Regions from separate parts of the Mus musculus genome. Here regions 2 and 3 are each linked to region 1. A link is a contact called in public HiChIP or PLAC-seq data. All regions are on one chromosome and are shown on one strand. The core of a region is the stretch at or near the end of the contact, and the rest is flanking DNA. Distances in the headings are between cores, read along the strand shown.

Region 1 (4,960 bases), core at 784-3,283:
TTTGATCCCAGAACCTTAAAAAAATAGTAAAAAGAGCAATTACTATCTACTGTCAGGAATATATTTAATAATGTGTTCTGATCCCTCTATTGTAATAGAAGACAAAATGTTTATTTTGTCTCAGAATTAAATTCTGTCGGTAACTGAGTCATAAAGATTATTTTGTAATCAAATACTTAAAAACTGGCTTCTTATGGCAAAGTAGCCTATCCCATAAATTTTTGTGGTCGATGAGAAACTTTGTCTGTGTGCTCATCCTTGTGATATACAAAGTCCTTACAGGTAGCTTCTTTCTCCCCTCCCCTCCCCTCCCACACATACTTAACATGTATGTGTGTTTTGCCTGCATGTACGTCTGTGTTTCTGTGTGTACCTGTGGAGACCAGAGGAGAGCATCAGGTTCCCTGAGACTGGATATGTGAGCTGCCATTTGGATGATGGAAATTGAATCAGGGTTCTCTTGAAGAGCAGTAGCCAGTGAGCCATCTCTCCAGCCCTGATAGCTGATTTCTTAGTTCCAGAAACAATTCTCATTTGTACATCACTGAGAACAGATAGCAGTAAATTCCGGGGCCAGCAGGAGATGACTCAGCAGGCAGAGGCACCTGCCGCCATGTTTGATAACTTGACTTCAGTCCCTAAGGGCCCATGTGGAAAGGAACTAACTCATAATAACTTACTCCTGCAGGTTGTCCTCCATGACCTCCAAGTGTCCTGTATGTGTCACCCTCTCCCCAAATAAATGTTATAGTTTTGTTTAAAGAAGTTAAGTATCATAGGCATTATTGGCAAATCCAACAAGAAGAGCAAATAAGCCCGCTTCGTGTAGGTGGCGTACGATTTTCTATCCTCTGGTGTCAGGATTTGGGTGTAATGTGTGGAAGATCCTTTGTGGCCAGGCAGATACCTCATCATCTTTGGAGCTGAGTGTTAGAACTCCATCAGCACTTAGAACACATTGTTTACCTCCTGTTATGAACCATCTTAGGGTACCTTTTCTTAACTTGAATTAAAAAAAAAAATTCATCCCTGGAAATTAAACCTAGGGATGTGTTGTATCACTGAACCACATTCCTTTTTTCTTTTTTAAAAAAAGTATTTATTTATTTAATGCGTGTGAGTACACTATAGCTGTCTTCAGACACACCAGAAAAGGGCACCGGATCTAATTACAGATGGTTGTGAGCCACCATGTGGTTGCTGGGACTTGAACTCAGGACCTCTGGAAGAACAGTCAGTACTCTTAACCACTGAGCCATCTCCCCAGCCCTGAACCACATTCCTAGCTCTTATACTTTTATTGAGAAGCCTCACTGTTGCTCAGGCTGGTCTTGAACTTGGGGTCTCCCTGCTTTAACTCCCTGAGCTGATATCATAGGACTCTATCAATGCAACTTTAGTTTTCTTCCTTTTTTGGCACAGGGTGAGGACAGAGTACTGTGTAGTCCTGGCTGGCTTGGAACTCCCTATGTAGACCAGGCTAACCTCAAACTCATAGAGATCCACCTGCCTCTGCCTCCTGAGTGCTGAGATTAAAGGTGTGTGCTACCAACCCTGGCTTATTGAAGTAATTTGCATGACTTAGTTTTAGTCTTATATCTATTTTCCTATCAAATTTTGTCCTTTGCCCCTAAGGAGGCCATCTTTTAGATTTACAAGTTATTTTTAGAAGTGATGGATTTTGAAGAAAATTTCATTGTGAAGAGACATTTTTATAATTATATGTTCCCCCGTAGAGGCTGTAGTAATTAAGTTATAAAAGTATAGTCTTTATAATTTTGTCTCTTTGCAAAATGTGCTAATTTTTCATATGTGTACATAAAATTATTACTAAGTGGTTTGTGAGGATTTAAGGTGAGAAGTTTGAGTTCTTTTAGGTGTCTATGAGTTCACTAGAACCAAATTATGTTTTACTTCTTAGGCTTAGTAGCCATCTAGCAGATTATGCAAATGAAGTAATTAGCAACAGTAAGCCCAGAAGAGGCAGAGCAAGCACATTCCATGGACGCTTCGGAGGCCTGAAGGAAAGCCATAGACAAAACGCTGAGGTAATTAAGTCAATTGGAACCAAGGAGTCCATGGAGGAGGAAGCTTTCTGTTAGGCCTTAGGGTGTTCTGATCATTTTAAATCAATTCTTCAGACAATCCTTTGATAGAAAGCATATTGATTTGGTGACTAACCTAGTGTATTGATGACAACGTGATCATGGGAAAGGTCACCGCAGACAAGGACAATGGGCCTAACTATAGAACAACCAGTAACTGGAAGACTAAAGGCCTTCCTTACACATGGAGGAGATACAAAGCTCTCTGCAAAAGACTAAGATGTGAGAGGCTTAACCGGTGTGCAGTGGGTATGACTTAGCACTTTTGAAAATATATTTTATTTATTTATTTACTTCATGTGCAATGAGAATGGGTGGGTGTGTGCCACGGCATGCCTGTCGTTTGGGAGTCAGCTCTACCTTCCACCTTGTTGGGTCTTTCTTGATTCTGCTGCCACACTGAGTACTTCTGGGTAGCTGGTCCTCAGCTTCTGGCTGATTCTCCTGTCCTCACTTCCCATCACCCCATGGGAGTGCTGGGATTCAGGGAATCACCTCTGTATCAGCCATCTCCCTGACACCAATAAAGCTCTGTAGCAGCCCGCCTGCAAGTGCAGTGGTCATCAGGCAGACGGTGTTACCAGAAGCCTAATAACAAGGTAGAAAGTGATGTTCCTACTCCATCCTGCAGCTTCAAAATGACAAGGTGAATTCAGTGCTGGGTACAGGATGCCCTTGAGGAGGAACAAGGAGAACTGTTGAGAATCAAGAAATCGTATCAAGAAAATATGTCAAAGCGGCTACAGTGTTTTAATTCTCTTGGAAAGTTTTTCTTTCTTCTACTGCTTTTATTTTGTTATGGGGGAGAGATCCCATGTGCCTTGTGTGTAGCCAGTTATCCTGGGTCCTTTGTTTTGGACAAGTTATTCTTCCCTAACTTGCCACGCTACTCTACAACGTCAGATTTCTGCATAAGCACCAGACAGTCTGCTTTTCTGTTCCATTGGTCTGTGCTGTCCCTTAAGCTAGAACCATACCATTTAAATTATTGTATTTTATTCTTTAAAACTGTGTGAGTTTTAGAATGATATTTTCAAGTTCCATATTCACTGTCAGGTTTTTATTGTTGAGTTTATAATGATGATTTGAAGAGAACTGAATTTATTCTATCAAGTATTTCTATTTGTGATCAATAAGATACTATATTTTTGTCTGGTAGCTCTGGCACATAGTCGTTGAATGCTGTTTTGTCCTCAGTTACCCTGTAATGCTTATAGCTGTTATAATTAGTTTCTTTATAAAAGCCACTTCATTTTTCTATTAGTTGGACACAATGGCATATACTTATACCACCTGGGAGGCTAAGATGAGAGGATTTTGAGTTTAGGGTAGATAGGTTTATTTGTTTTGTGGTAGCAGCAATTGAAACCAAGACCACTGAGCTACAACCTCAGTCAACTGTAAAATTTTATTTAAGCTGGGCAGTGGTGACTCACGCCTTTAATCCCAGCACTTGGGAGGCAGAGTCAGGCAGATTTCTGAGTTTGAGGCCAGCCTGGTCTACAGAGTGAGTTCCAGGACAGCCAGGGCTATACAGAGAAACCCTGTCTCGAAAAACAAAAAAAAAACAAAAAAAAAAAAAAAAAAAAAGAAAAGAAAAAAAATTAAAATATGTGTTGTCCAAGCTGGCTTGAATCCTTTCCTCTGCCTCCTGAGTGCTCCGGTTATCCGGTTATAGGTGTGTACCACAATGCCCATCTCTCTCTTGGATTTTAAAAATAAGATTAGTGACAATATAAAAATAATAACAGCTTTGATGTTCCATTTTAGTTCTCATGCCTTGTGTTTTCAACAGCAGACATCTTTATTATGTTTTCACTGTTCCCCTTGGTCCCTTTAGCTGCATATTTACAGTGTTGGATATATGCTACTTTTATTGTTGCTCAGTTTTAGCACTACGTATTTTTATTCTCACTTAATTTTAGATCACTATTTTCCAAACACAAGGATATTTTAAGTACTTTTTATCATTGATTTTTGTCTTGTTTTGGTTTTTGAGATAGGGTTTCTTGAACTTACTGTGTAGACCAGGCTGCCCTCAAACTCACAGAGATCTAACTGCCTCTGACTCCTGAGTGCTGGGATTAAAGACGTGTCCCACCATTACCTGACCTTATTACTGATTTTTAATTATTTACCATGTACATAAAGAATGACTGGTGTGTTTGTCTTAGAGATTATTGATACTACCCCTGAGAGTTAGTATGTAGTAAATTTTTATACATGTCTTATTTTACTTTAAATATATTTGTTTATTAACAGGCTTTATATCTAACTATACATGCTTATGTGCATATATATTTGAACTGCCTAGGAACTTTTTGGTTGGTGATGGTGATCTCATAAGTTTATCATGGAGCTGAAAAATCCTTTTTTTGTTTTGTTTTGTTTATTTGTTTGTTTTTGGTTTTTCGAGTCAGGGTTTCTCTGTATAGCCCTGGCTGCCCTGGAACTTACTCTGTAAACCAGGCTGGCCTCAAACTCCAGCCTCTGCCTGGACTAAAGGCGTGCGCCACCACTGCCCAGCACTGAAAAATTCTTATTCCCTAGCAATATGCTGCTATAATGTCAGAGTAGAAATACTCCTTTTATTTGTGGCAATGCTGCTTTAAACAGATCTGGCTGCCAGGTGTGGAAAAGTATAGTACCTGCATTCATGTACAGGCTGTGATGTGGCAAGAAAAGGCTGGACCTAACTACGCTGTCTGTCGCCTGTGTGGCCAGCTCTGGGTGAGAGTCATTGTTTCTTACCTAATGTGAAAGTGAGCTGGGAGTGTATGGGGGCTGCATTACATATGCTGAGGGTGGACGGAGGGTCCTGGCCAGAGCATGCCTTCAGTCTGGATGGAAACTCT
Region 2 (4,960 bases), core at 912-3,411, 220 kb after region 1:
ATGGGACCCCGGCTTCAGTGTAGGGTCCTAACAACTGTCCCCCCTGGCCCACTGGGAGCCACTTCTGGACAGAGGCATCAGCTAGATCACCTCAAAGGTAAATACACCTGTGCCACTTTGCCCCAGCGCCCGGAGACTAATGGGTCTGAGGAGGGGCAGGGTGAATGGTGGTTCCTATAGCAGATGAATCTTCTGAAATATGAAAACTTGTAGAAAATGGACATATCTGGACACCATTAAGGGAGGTAACTCAGACTCAAGACAAATACTACGTGTTTTCTCCCATGCAGATACTACCTTTTAATCTTGACATATGTGAGAGTGGTCCTAAAACCAGAAAGGAGACCATGGGGTGATGAGGGGTTAGGAATGTCGCTCAGTTGGGAGAATGCTTGGGTAACATGCACGAGGCTCTGAGTTTGATAAAGCTTGGTTGCATACATCTGTATTCCCAGCGTTTGGTGATGGCAGGGGGATTGGAGTTCAGTGTCATCTTTGACTACTCAGTGAGTTAAAGCCAAAGCAGGACTCAAGAGATGGCGCCTTTGAAAAACAAATGAGCCATTTTGAGAAAAGAGAATACAGTGTGCTATGAAATTGCACAAAAGGGTGCTGGGGTGGGACAGTTCAGGGAGCAGGGGAGCAGGGTGGGGGAAGGGCAACAAAAAGGGGTACTGGGGTGGGGCAGTTCAGGGGAGCAGGGTGGGGGAGGGGCAGCAAGAGATTGTTCAGAATTGCCATAATGGAACCTAATCTTCTAAATGATAACTTACAAAAAAAACCCCAAAAGCCATGTATTTGATTTAAAATACAAGACAAACCGTTTAAAGTGGGATGTTACTCCATAATCAATACTAAAGGTTTATGGTGATATTTCTGGATAATTTAAGGATACATAACATTTTGAATGAGATACATTTCATATACAACAAGAGATAAAAATGGATCCATAAAAAGGTTTTGAGATGGAGGGAGGGAGGGAAAAGGGAGAGGGTGGAGAAATGGGGAGGGGTGCTGGCTACATTTTCTTGTTCAGGACTGGCCTGATATTGAATGACCTTAAAGCAGTCTTCTGTTGAGAGGACAGAACATTAACATGCTTGGTGAACAACTGTGGTGGTCAGGCATTCTACTAGAAATGCCTGTCTGCCCATCCTCCTGTCTGCTGAGCTCACGGACAGCTTAGTAGGTGCCATAGCTTCTGACTCGATGTCCTGATGTCAGCCTCACTCTCCTTCCTCAGCCAGCTTAGGGATTAATCACAAGCCAAGATATTTTGTACTGAAGTGGCTGCTGGCACCAAAGCTGGTCATACTTGGGAGATCTGGCTGTCATAGATGTCCATGTGAGGGGACAGGCCTTTTAGAGGGTGTCATGTGCCAGGATCAGGCCACAGACAGGGCTTAAAGAGTTCTGTTTCATCAGTGACGCAGAAAGTATTTCTGTCATGCGTGCCAGCGGCCGCATCAGGAAATACAGAGAAGCCAAAGCATCCAGAGTTCTGGGGCAACGGCTCTTAATCCCAAGTTCCTTGGGTGCCTGAGTCCCAAGGCAGGTGCAGGCTGCAGACTTACTTATGTGCCCTGCATCCCATAGACCCCCACTGTGAGTCACAGGCTTGGATTCCATCCGCAGTTCTGCCTTGAGCCACATGACTTCTAACTATTCACCCCCTCCACTTTATGGAGTTGTTGAAAGACACAAATGAAAACTTTAAACATTTTTTTAAAATGTCCACTGGGTACTTCTTTTGCCCTGTTCTTGATGTCTGCATATGGAGTCCACAGCTACTGCTGCTGTACCGTGGAGCATAAGCAGCCACCTAAGGACCTGAGCTGACGCCACTGGATAGGAAAGAATGTTGTGACCCGGAAAGCTAATTCCTGTGCTTTTCGCCTTTCCAGGCCTTGAGTCGCTACGAGACAGTGCCCATTCCACCCCAGTGCGGTCCTCTTCCCATGGGGACACCTTCCTGCCTCACGTGAGAAGCAGCCGGGCAGACAGCAATGAACGTGTCGCTGTGATAGCGGATGAGGCCTACAGCCCCGCAGACAGTGTGCTGCCCACCCCTGTAGCCGAGCACAGCCTGGAGCTGATGCTGCTCTCCCGGCAGATCAACGGGGCCACGTGCAGCATTGAGGAGGAGAAGGAGTCGGAGGCCAGCACCCCGACTGCGACAGAGGCGGAGGCCCTGGGAGGAGAGCTGAGGGCCCTGTGTCAGGGGCACGGCGGGTCAGAGCAAGAACAGGTGAATAAGTTTGTTTTAAGTGTTCTCCGTTTGCTCCTTGTGACCATGGGACTCCTCTTTGTTTTGCTCCTCCTCCTGATCATCCTTACTGAGTCTGACCTTGACGTTGCTTTTTTCCGAGATATCCGCCAGACCCCCGAGTTTGAACAATTCCACTATCAATACTTTTGTCCCCTCAGGCGATGGTTTGCCTGCAAAATCCGCTCAGTGGTGAGCCTGCTCATTGACACCTGAGAAGGCATGACTCCTCCCAATAACTAGCCGGGTGGACCAAGGAACCCGGCTACCCATTCCCAGCAATGGGACCCATCGCGGAACCATCGGCACACACACCAAGTCCTCTCATGACTCAAAGTCCACTGAGCCTAGCAGGGTTCTTTCCCAGCAGAAGAAAGGGATATAGGCTAATGCTCTGTAAACCGGGAACATTCAGTTTCTTCAGAGGCTCTTCCGAGAAAGGCTCAGCAACTCAAATGTTTCTCATCCTTCAATATGCAGAATAATTTGGGGGTTTGAACTTTTAGTTTTTCATAGATGTGTATTATTTTGAAAGTATCCAAATAAAAGTCACTTATTTTACTAGACTGATGATTGCAGTAGTGTCACCCAGTAGATGGGACACTAGCTGAAGACTCAGACTGTTGTCCTCTGTACCCTGCAATTTTCTCACTGGTGCCAGTGGGTTCCGGGAGACCCAGCAGGGCAGGCCGGGGCTGTGGGCAGGCAGGAATGGCTTCCTCGCCAGACAGGAAGGTTTCACAAAGTAAACGGCGTAGAATGATTAAATAGAAAGTTGCTTCTTACGATAGTCTGAGTTGGATTTTCTTTCCCTTTTGTTTGTTTTTGTTTTTTCAAATCTGAGCAGAGAGTGCATCTGAAGGGACCACAGCTACAGCAGCAGCAGTGGAAGGGGTGGGGTAAGTCTGTCCCCTTAGACTAGAGCCTAGTGAACACCTGAGTTGTATTTAATGTTTTGCTTTTCTTTCTGAAGAACCTCAAGACTTTTAGTGCTTCTGGGGTGTCAAAGTGGTGCCAGAGTGTGCGGTCAGAGATGTCCCACAGCACAGTTACCAGAGACCTGTGCTGAGTCACACGAGAGCCTGCAGAGCCGCAGGGAGCTGTGCTTGTCTTGTTACAGTATGCCCCTCCCCCCAAAAAAGACTATTTCAAGCTCTATTTTAACAGCAAAATGTTATTTTCCTATCTATTCCTATTTTGTTTTCACTTTATGAATCAAAAGATGCAAGAGAGAGACAGATCTGAGGAAGGCATCGAGAAGGAGCAGCGGCCTTGGAAGGGACCAGGAAGCACTAAGCAGGACCTCTAAGCAATGCCTACAGGTGACAGAATTTGACCATGGCAGAGACCAGCACTTACTATAGGAATGCCACCCTTAGGGTCAACCCCTGCTCCTGGAAACAAGGTCTAAGAGCACTTAGTGTCGTCCCTCACAGCAGCATACGTGTACACACACACACACACACACACACACACACACACACACGCACGAGCTGCAGTCCCTAAGCCTCTACACTTCTTACCACCAATAACACACAAGAGCATGTTTTCATCTCAGGGAGACCGCAAGTCATCTGAGGCCCAAGGACTCACGTAAAGGACAGTCAAAGGGCACACTCCTGGGACCAGAAAACAGTGGAGCGGAGCAGCCCCAACAGATTGGGCGGTAGAATATTTGAGCTTCCCTTATTTGTTGCCTGGGGTAGAACCATGTCCACATTCAGAATATGACAGCCATTAAAAGCAACAACAACACCCAAAAACAAACAAATGGGGTTTTGAAGATGCTGGGAGGGCATTTACATAATTTTAAAGAAAGATGACATCCTTATCTAGACCAGAGGTCAACAAACCTCTTTTAATAAAATTTTGATTTTGTGGACCATGCTCTGCCACCCTAGCACGCCTCTGATAATGCATGCATAGAAGAACATGGCTTGCTCTGAGAAAATTTTATAAAAACATAGGGCTGAGGATGTGTAGCTCAGAGGGTAAAGTATTTTTCTAACATGTATAAGGCCCTGGATTTGACTTCAAACAATACACAAAACCAGGTGTGGTAGCATATACCCGTGGTCCCAGCATTCAGCAGGGAGACGGGAAGATCAGAAGTTCAAGGCAATCCTCAGTCAGTGAGTTAATCCCAGTCTGGGATACATGAGGTGTCTCAGACCACCGGCTTCCCACTCCCTAAAAACAAACCTAAATCTGCAATATGCTGAGAGACTGGTCCCCAGCAGTACGATGCAAACCCTGGTCTACACAGGGCCAGCTTCCATTGCTGTTTTGTGTAAGCTACCCAGAACCATTTCCCAATGGGCAGGGTGCTCCAACAACCAACCAGCAGTGATGTGTGTCATCTGATACCAAGATCAAGAAGTACTGCCACTGTGAACAGCGGTGACACTATGAACGGGTCCAGGCCTATCTGATCATTTCCGTACCAGCAACAATTTGTGTGAGATCTAAAACATATACCACATGACAAGACAAACTGAGGGGATCCTAGTAAAGACCAGAGGTTACTTAAAAGCAATGAGCCACTGCTGCTTGTCAACTGCATAACCAAGGTGTGTACTCAGCACAGGACTGACAGCAAAGGCTACTGGGAAACAGGGCTGTGTGAACTGGGATTTCTATTCTTATGCAACATAGCAGATTGCCTTCTAGAGTGGTGCTCCTACCTCAGTCTGT
Region 3 (4,960 bases), core at 704-3,203, 130 kb before region 1:
ACCAGATCTTACACTACCTTTATAGTCAAGACTCATTTCCTTTCTCCTACCATCTAGTGCCAACATATTGGCAAGAATATGAAACAACAGAGAAAACATAAGAACAGTGTCAAGGATAGATAGGGTAGTACCTAAAAAGTATAATTCCTATGATAATTCAAAGATGTTACAGGAAGGATTCTGTCTGAAACAGGAATTTAAGGTTGAGAATTTAAACTTGAAGTAAGTAGAAAAGAGCCTTTCAGAAAGAGAGAATAACCAAGAAAATGTATAGAGTCCAGAAGGCCTGAGGTATGTAAGAACAGTCCAAAGTACTATCTGGTGATTCACAAGAAAGACGAATAGGAAAAGGAGCTTGGGCAGGAAAGGCAAGGAATCAAGCAGGGTCTACCCTTTACCTGAGTCCTGATGGCTTAGTTAGTAAGGTGAAAGTCCATCCAGAAACAAAGAGCAGATGAAAGCAGGACTGTTCCAAGAGCAGGAATCTAGCAGTCTCACTGAAGTCTTGGGGGCTTTGAAGAAGGAAGTTTAAATAAGGCCAATGCATAGTTATGAAAAGGGATGAAACACTACTGGTACATAGCATAACACAGGTACTCTTCGAGAACACTACACAGGCAAGTTCGAGAAGACACTCACAAAAAGGCCAAACAATTCTGATCCCACCCACATGAAATGCACAGAAAGACAACGGCTACCATCTGGGGAGCAGAGGTTACTGAAGTCTCTAAGGATAAACCCAGTGTCTTTCACAAGTTCATGTTCTACATCTTAACAGTCCCTAGCCATAAGAGGGACTTCTTAATGTGTACAGGATTTCTTTTTGAGCAATGAAAATGTTTTAGAATTAGACAGTAACAACAGCTCTATGACACTATAAATTTACTTTTTTGTTTGTTTGGTTTTTTGTTTTTGTTTTTTTGAGACACGATTTCTCTGTGTAGCCCTGGCTATCCTGGAACTCACTCTGTAGACCAGGCTGGCCTTGAACTCAGAAATCTGCCTGCCTCTGCCTCCCAAGTGTTGGGATAAATTTACTTTTAAAAAAACCCAATGAATTATATACTTTAGAAGAGTTAATTTTATATCAATTACATCTACATTTTTTACACCATTTTCAATGCACAAAGAAAAGGACCATACGAATGCTGAGTGTGCTCTGGACAGCACACAGACAAATACAGACAGAACAATAAACAAACACTGTGTGCTTGAGGACCTCATTAGTCAAAAGAGACACTGAAGAAAACAGGCAATTATAGAATGGCAAGACAAATGATAAGAGTTTTATACAGGCAAACACAGTAGAAACAGCCTAGAAATCCAGCCTCAGGAGAGAACAGGAGGCTTCTGGAGACGACAGTAATGTCTGACTAACTCCTACAGAAGAGTGACTCTCACCCATGTGGAAGGAGGGTAGATAAAGAGGAAAGAAGACATTTAACGATGCACCAAATCTTGGAAGTAAAAAAAAAAAAAGAAAGAAAGAAAGAAAGAAAATTCACTCAACATTCTAGCATCTGCCAAAAGTCCCAAGGAGCTGGAAAATGCCGCAGAGCCTTTTTGGTCCCTGTCTGCGTAGAACGGGTTTCTAGTTGCAGGTGGGCAAGGAGTTGGCAAATGACAAACAGAAGCGACAGGAGAGATTGTGTAGAATCTGAATGTAATTTTTCAAGTCGAGCATCAACTTTTTATACAGAAGAGCAACAAGAAACCAGGCGAGATACATCCGAGAGTTACAGTGACACAATAGAAAAGGAATGTATACATCAAAAGAAGGTGGGGACGAGGCCACTGACACTAAGAAGGGAGCCAGGTGTAAAGCTAGTCTATTGTTAAGCCCACCACCAGGGGTCCTTAGTAAATGCCTGATTATGCTGTTTCTTTGGGCCTAGGGAAGAAACCTGTCTCAGGGGGATTCTCTAATTCTTTCATGGTAAACCCACCTATATGCCAGGCCATTGTAAATTCCCTTGTCTGAGTAAGACTGCCTATGTCCCAAGTAAACACTCTGCAGACCAGCCCTAAGCTATTCTGGCTCCGCTCTTTGTAATGCCTAATTAGTTTCACAGTCTGTACTAGAAGTAAATTTGAATGTTGAATAGATAACCTTCTTACTGAATTACAAGTTTGTGGGCTTCAAGGATTTTCTAGGATGTTGGAACACTGGCGAAGGCTTAGCTATGTCACAATTCAATCTTTAAAGGCACTTATAATAAAACAATACTGAAAGAGAGCACTTGGATCCATACACCAGACTAATGCGGGGATAGGGTTATGAGAATGCCTGGTTCCAGGAGGTTGAGTTTCCTTGAAACTCCCTGCCTCGTGAGTGCTTCCAGGCCTCTCGGCCTGCCAAGCAGACTTCACTGGAGTGTGAGTAGCAGGAAAATAATGAATTAAGGGGAAATAGTAAGATATATCTCTTTAAAAACAATCAAGGTAGCGGGTGTGGTGGCGCACGCCTTTAATCCTAGCACTCGGGAGGCAGAGGCAGGCAGATTTCTGAGTTCAAGGCCAGCCTGGTCTACAAAGTGAGTTCCAGGACAGCCAGGGCTACACAGAGAAACCCTGTCTCAAACCGCCCCCACCAAAAAAAAAAAAAAAAAAAACAACAAAAAACCAATCAAGGTCTATAGCACAAGGGTCTTACCAAAGATGACAGGCATTTTCATGGATTCTTTACAAGGCTTGCAAACAAGATTATGATATCCAATTTGCAATTTTGAAGTAAATTTGGCTACAGTATGATGGGCAGACCAGAAAGGACAAAATTATACAAAATGAAATCAGATCATTTTATATGTGAGAAAAAAATCTCTCTCAACCAGGCCTGTTTGTACAGGGATGACAAGCTGAGGATTACTGGTTACACTTTATTGGTTGGAGGAAATTTTCCAAGGAATAATATATCATAAAACTCAACTTCCAATGTCTCTAAATAGTTTTGTGGGAAATGAGCTATAATGCCTGTGTTTATGCTTGTGTGATAGCTATGGCCATAGTGACAGAAATTATATGGCCTCAAGAACTTGCTCTCTGGCCTTCTATAAAAAAGGTCCGATTACTCCTAAACTATCAGAATAAGAATAGAAAGGCAGCTCCTTGTGATAGATAAGAGGTTGAAGGTGTTTGCCACCAAGTCTGATCCCTAGAACCCACAAGGTAGGAGAGAAATGACTCCAAAGGTTGTCTTCTGACCTCTATATAAGTATAGTGACACGAGCATGTTCCCCATTCCCAATAAATAAATATAAATGAGATACACACACAAATGGTATGGGCAGGGAGAGGGCAAAAAGGCACACAGACAAGCTGGCCAAGCAATAATCTGCGGTGTAGTAAGATATGAAAAGCTAACTGAAAATCACTGGAGCTAGAGTTACAGGCAGTCATCAGCAACTCAACATGAGTGCTGGGAATTGAACTCCGGTCCTATAATAGAGAACAAGGTGCACTTAACCACTGAGCCCTCTGCTCAGCCCCTGGTTTTGGTTCTTACTACTGATTAATTATAAATTAATTAGTAAATAATTTAGGTTCATCACATTTCCACACTCACTGTTAAATAGGCAATGCTCTAGAAAGTTCTAAAATTACTTAGCTTTTCTTCAAAATATTTTCTAGACAGGATATAGCACAAAACCTCAAAAGTATTATTTACCACTTATCTCACAAAGGGATTCTCATTCTCTGGGTTCTGTGTCACCTCTCTCTCTCCTTACTTACCAGCTTTTGCAGTGATCTTCTTGTTTTTTTCTGGCACTGGGAATTAAATCCAGGGCCACAAATCAGGGAAGTGTTCTACCACTAAACTATAGCTATATCCCTGGTCCTACTTTCAGGCCTTTTACTTAAAATAGGCAAGATATTGTTACTTAAAAGTATACAAGAAAGATAATGTACATGTTTCTTTGCAAGTGAGTGGTGTTGAAGGGTGGCCAGACAGTTAACAGTCACCAACAGCACACCTCTTGCCCAATCACATCTACAATCAGATACTGTGGTGGTTTGAATAAGAATGACCCAAATAGTTGAATGTGTAGTCACCAGGGAGTAGAACTGCTTGAAAGAATTTAAAGGATTAGAAGGATTAGGAGGTGTAGCCCTATGGGAGGAAGTGTGTCACTGGGGGTGGGCTTTGAGGTTTCAAAAATCCATGCCAAGCCCAGAAGTTTCTCTTTCTACCTACAGATTATGATGTAGCTCTCTGCTACTGCTCCAGCACCTGCCTGCATGCTGCCATGCTCCCTGACATGATGATGATGAAGAACTAAACCTCTGAAATTATAAGCAAGTCCTAATTAGATGCTTCGTAACAGTTGCCTTAGTCATGGTATCTCTTCCCAGTAACAGAACAGTAACTAAGAGAGTCACCAATCCAGATTTCAAAAATCTAAAATGGTGGCTGGGAATATTGGCCTTCAGTTATATACTCCTAGCTACTGGACAGACAATAGAAAGACTGCTTGAGCTCAGGAGCACAAGGCCAATGTGAAAAATATAGTAAGACACTATGAAGTAAGGAAGAAGGAAAGAAGGAAGGGAAGGGAAGGGAAGGGAAGGGAAGGGAAGGGAAGGGAAGGGAAGGGAAGGGAAGGGAAGGGAAGGGAAGGGAAGGGAAGGGAAGGGAAGGGAAGGGAAGGGAAGGGAAGGGAAGGGAAGGGAAGGGAAGGGAAGGGAAGGGAAGGGAGGGGAGAAAGAAAGGAAGAAAGAAAGAAACTTTTACAGTGTTGGAAACAACTTGCCTGGGCTCAGATTCTACTAGTAATATCCTCATAAGCAGTTCTTAAAAACAAAACTTTCTTGAAAAGTTATCTAGTCTGTTTCCAATGCTAATGCTACTTCAGAATTTTTTTTTAAACTCTCAATGTTTATCAGAATCAAGAATTCTGAGTATAAGAATTATGTCTCAGCTAGTGGACTGTGACATAAAAGAAATTACATCTTTATTCTTATC

The links. HiChIP or PLAC-seq counts read pairs in DNA pulled down with a chosen protein or histone mark.
Region 2: a contact with region 1 is called in an H3K27ac HiChIP or PLAC-seq map of embryonic stem cells, with 2.7 times the contacts expected there. The contact joins two enhancer-like sites. A contact is called at or near these places in 1 of 15 datasets of contacts at CTCF or cohesin (the NIH/3T3 cell line), 5 of 115 datasets of contacts at active chromatin or transcription factors (embryonic stem cells and epiblast stem cells) and 2 of 9 other capture datasets (adipose tissue and pancreatic islet).
Region 3: a contact with region 1 is called in an H3K27ac HiChIP or PLAC-seq map of embryonic stem cells, with 6 read pairs. The contact joins two enhancer-like sites. A contact is called at or near these places in 1 of 115 datasets of contacts at active chromatin or transcription factors (embryonic stem cells) and 2 of 9 other capture datasets (adipose tissue and liver).

Annotation. Positions count from the first base shown.
Region 1 is chr2:121,762,119-121,767,078 of GRCm38.p6, reverse strand. All of the region lies in intron 1 of Frmd5 (FERM domain containing 5), which reads left to right. Among named protein-coding and RNA genes, the nearest start is that of Frmd5, 42 kb to the left of the region's middle. Within about 2 kb of position 2,033, at least 10 of the 459 cell types and tissues checked have an H3K27ac peak or open chromatin away from gene starts, as enhancers often do. A contact at or near this core is called in embryonic stem cells, where this site is marked.
Region 2 is chr2:121,546,177-121,551,136 of GRCm38.p6, reverse strand. Frmd5 (FERM domain containing 5) reads left to right here. Exons shown (of 14, transcript NM_001360084.1): 14 at 1,905-4,960. The coding sequence ends at 2,482. Among named protein-coding and RNA genes, the nearest start is that of Wdr76, 42 kb to the right of the region's middle. Within about 2 kb of position 2,161, at least 13 of the 459 cell types and tissues checked have an H3K27ac peak or open chromatin away from gene starts, as enhancers often do. A contact at or near this core is called in embryonic stem cells, where this site is marked.
Region 3 is chr2:121,892,449-121,897,408 of GRCm38.p6, reverse strand. The region is part of intron 1 of Golm2 (golgi membrane protein 2); the gene reads right to left. Among named protein-coding and RNA genes, the nearest start is that of Golm2, 28 kb to the right of the region's middle. Within about 2 kb of position 1,953, at least 10 of the 459 cell types and tissues checked have an H3K27ac peak or open chromatin away from gene starts, as enhancers often do. A contact at or near this core is called in embryonic stem cells, where this site is marked.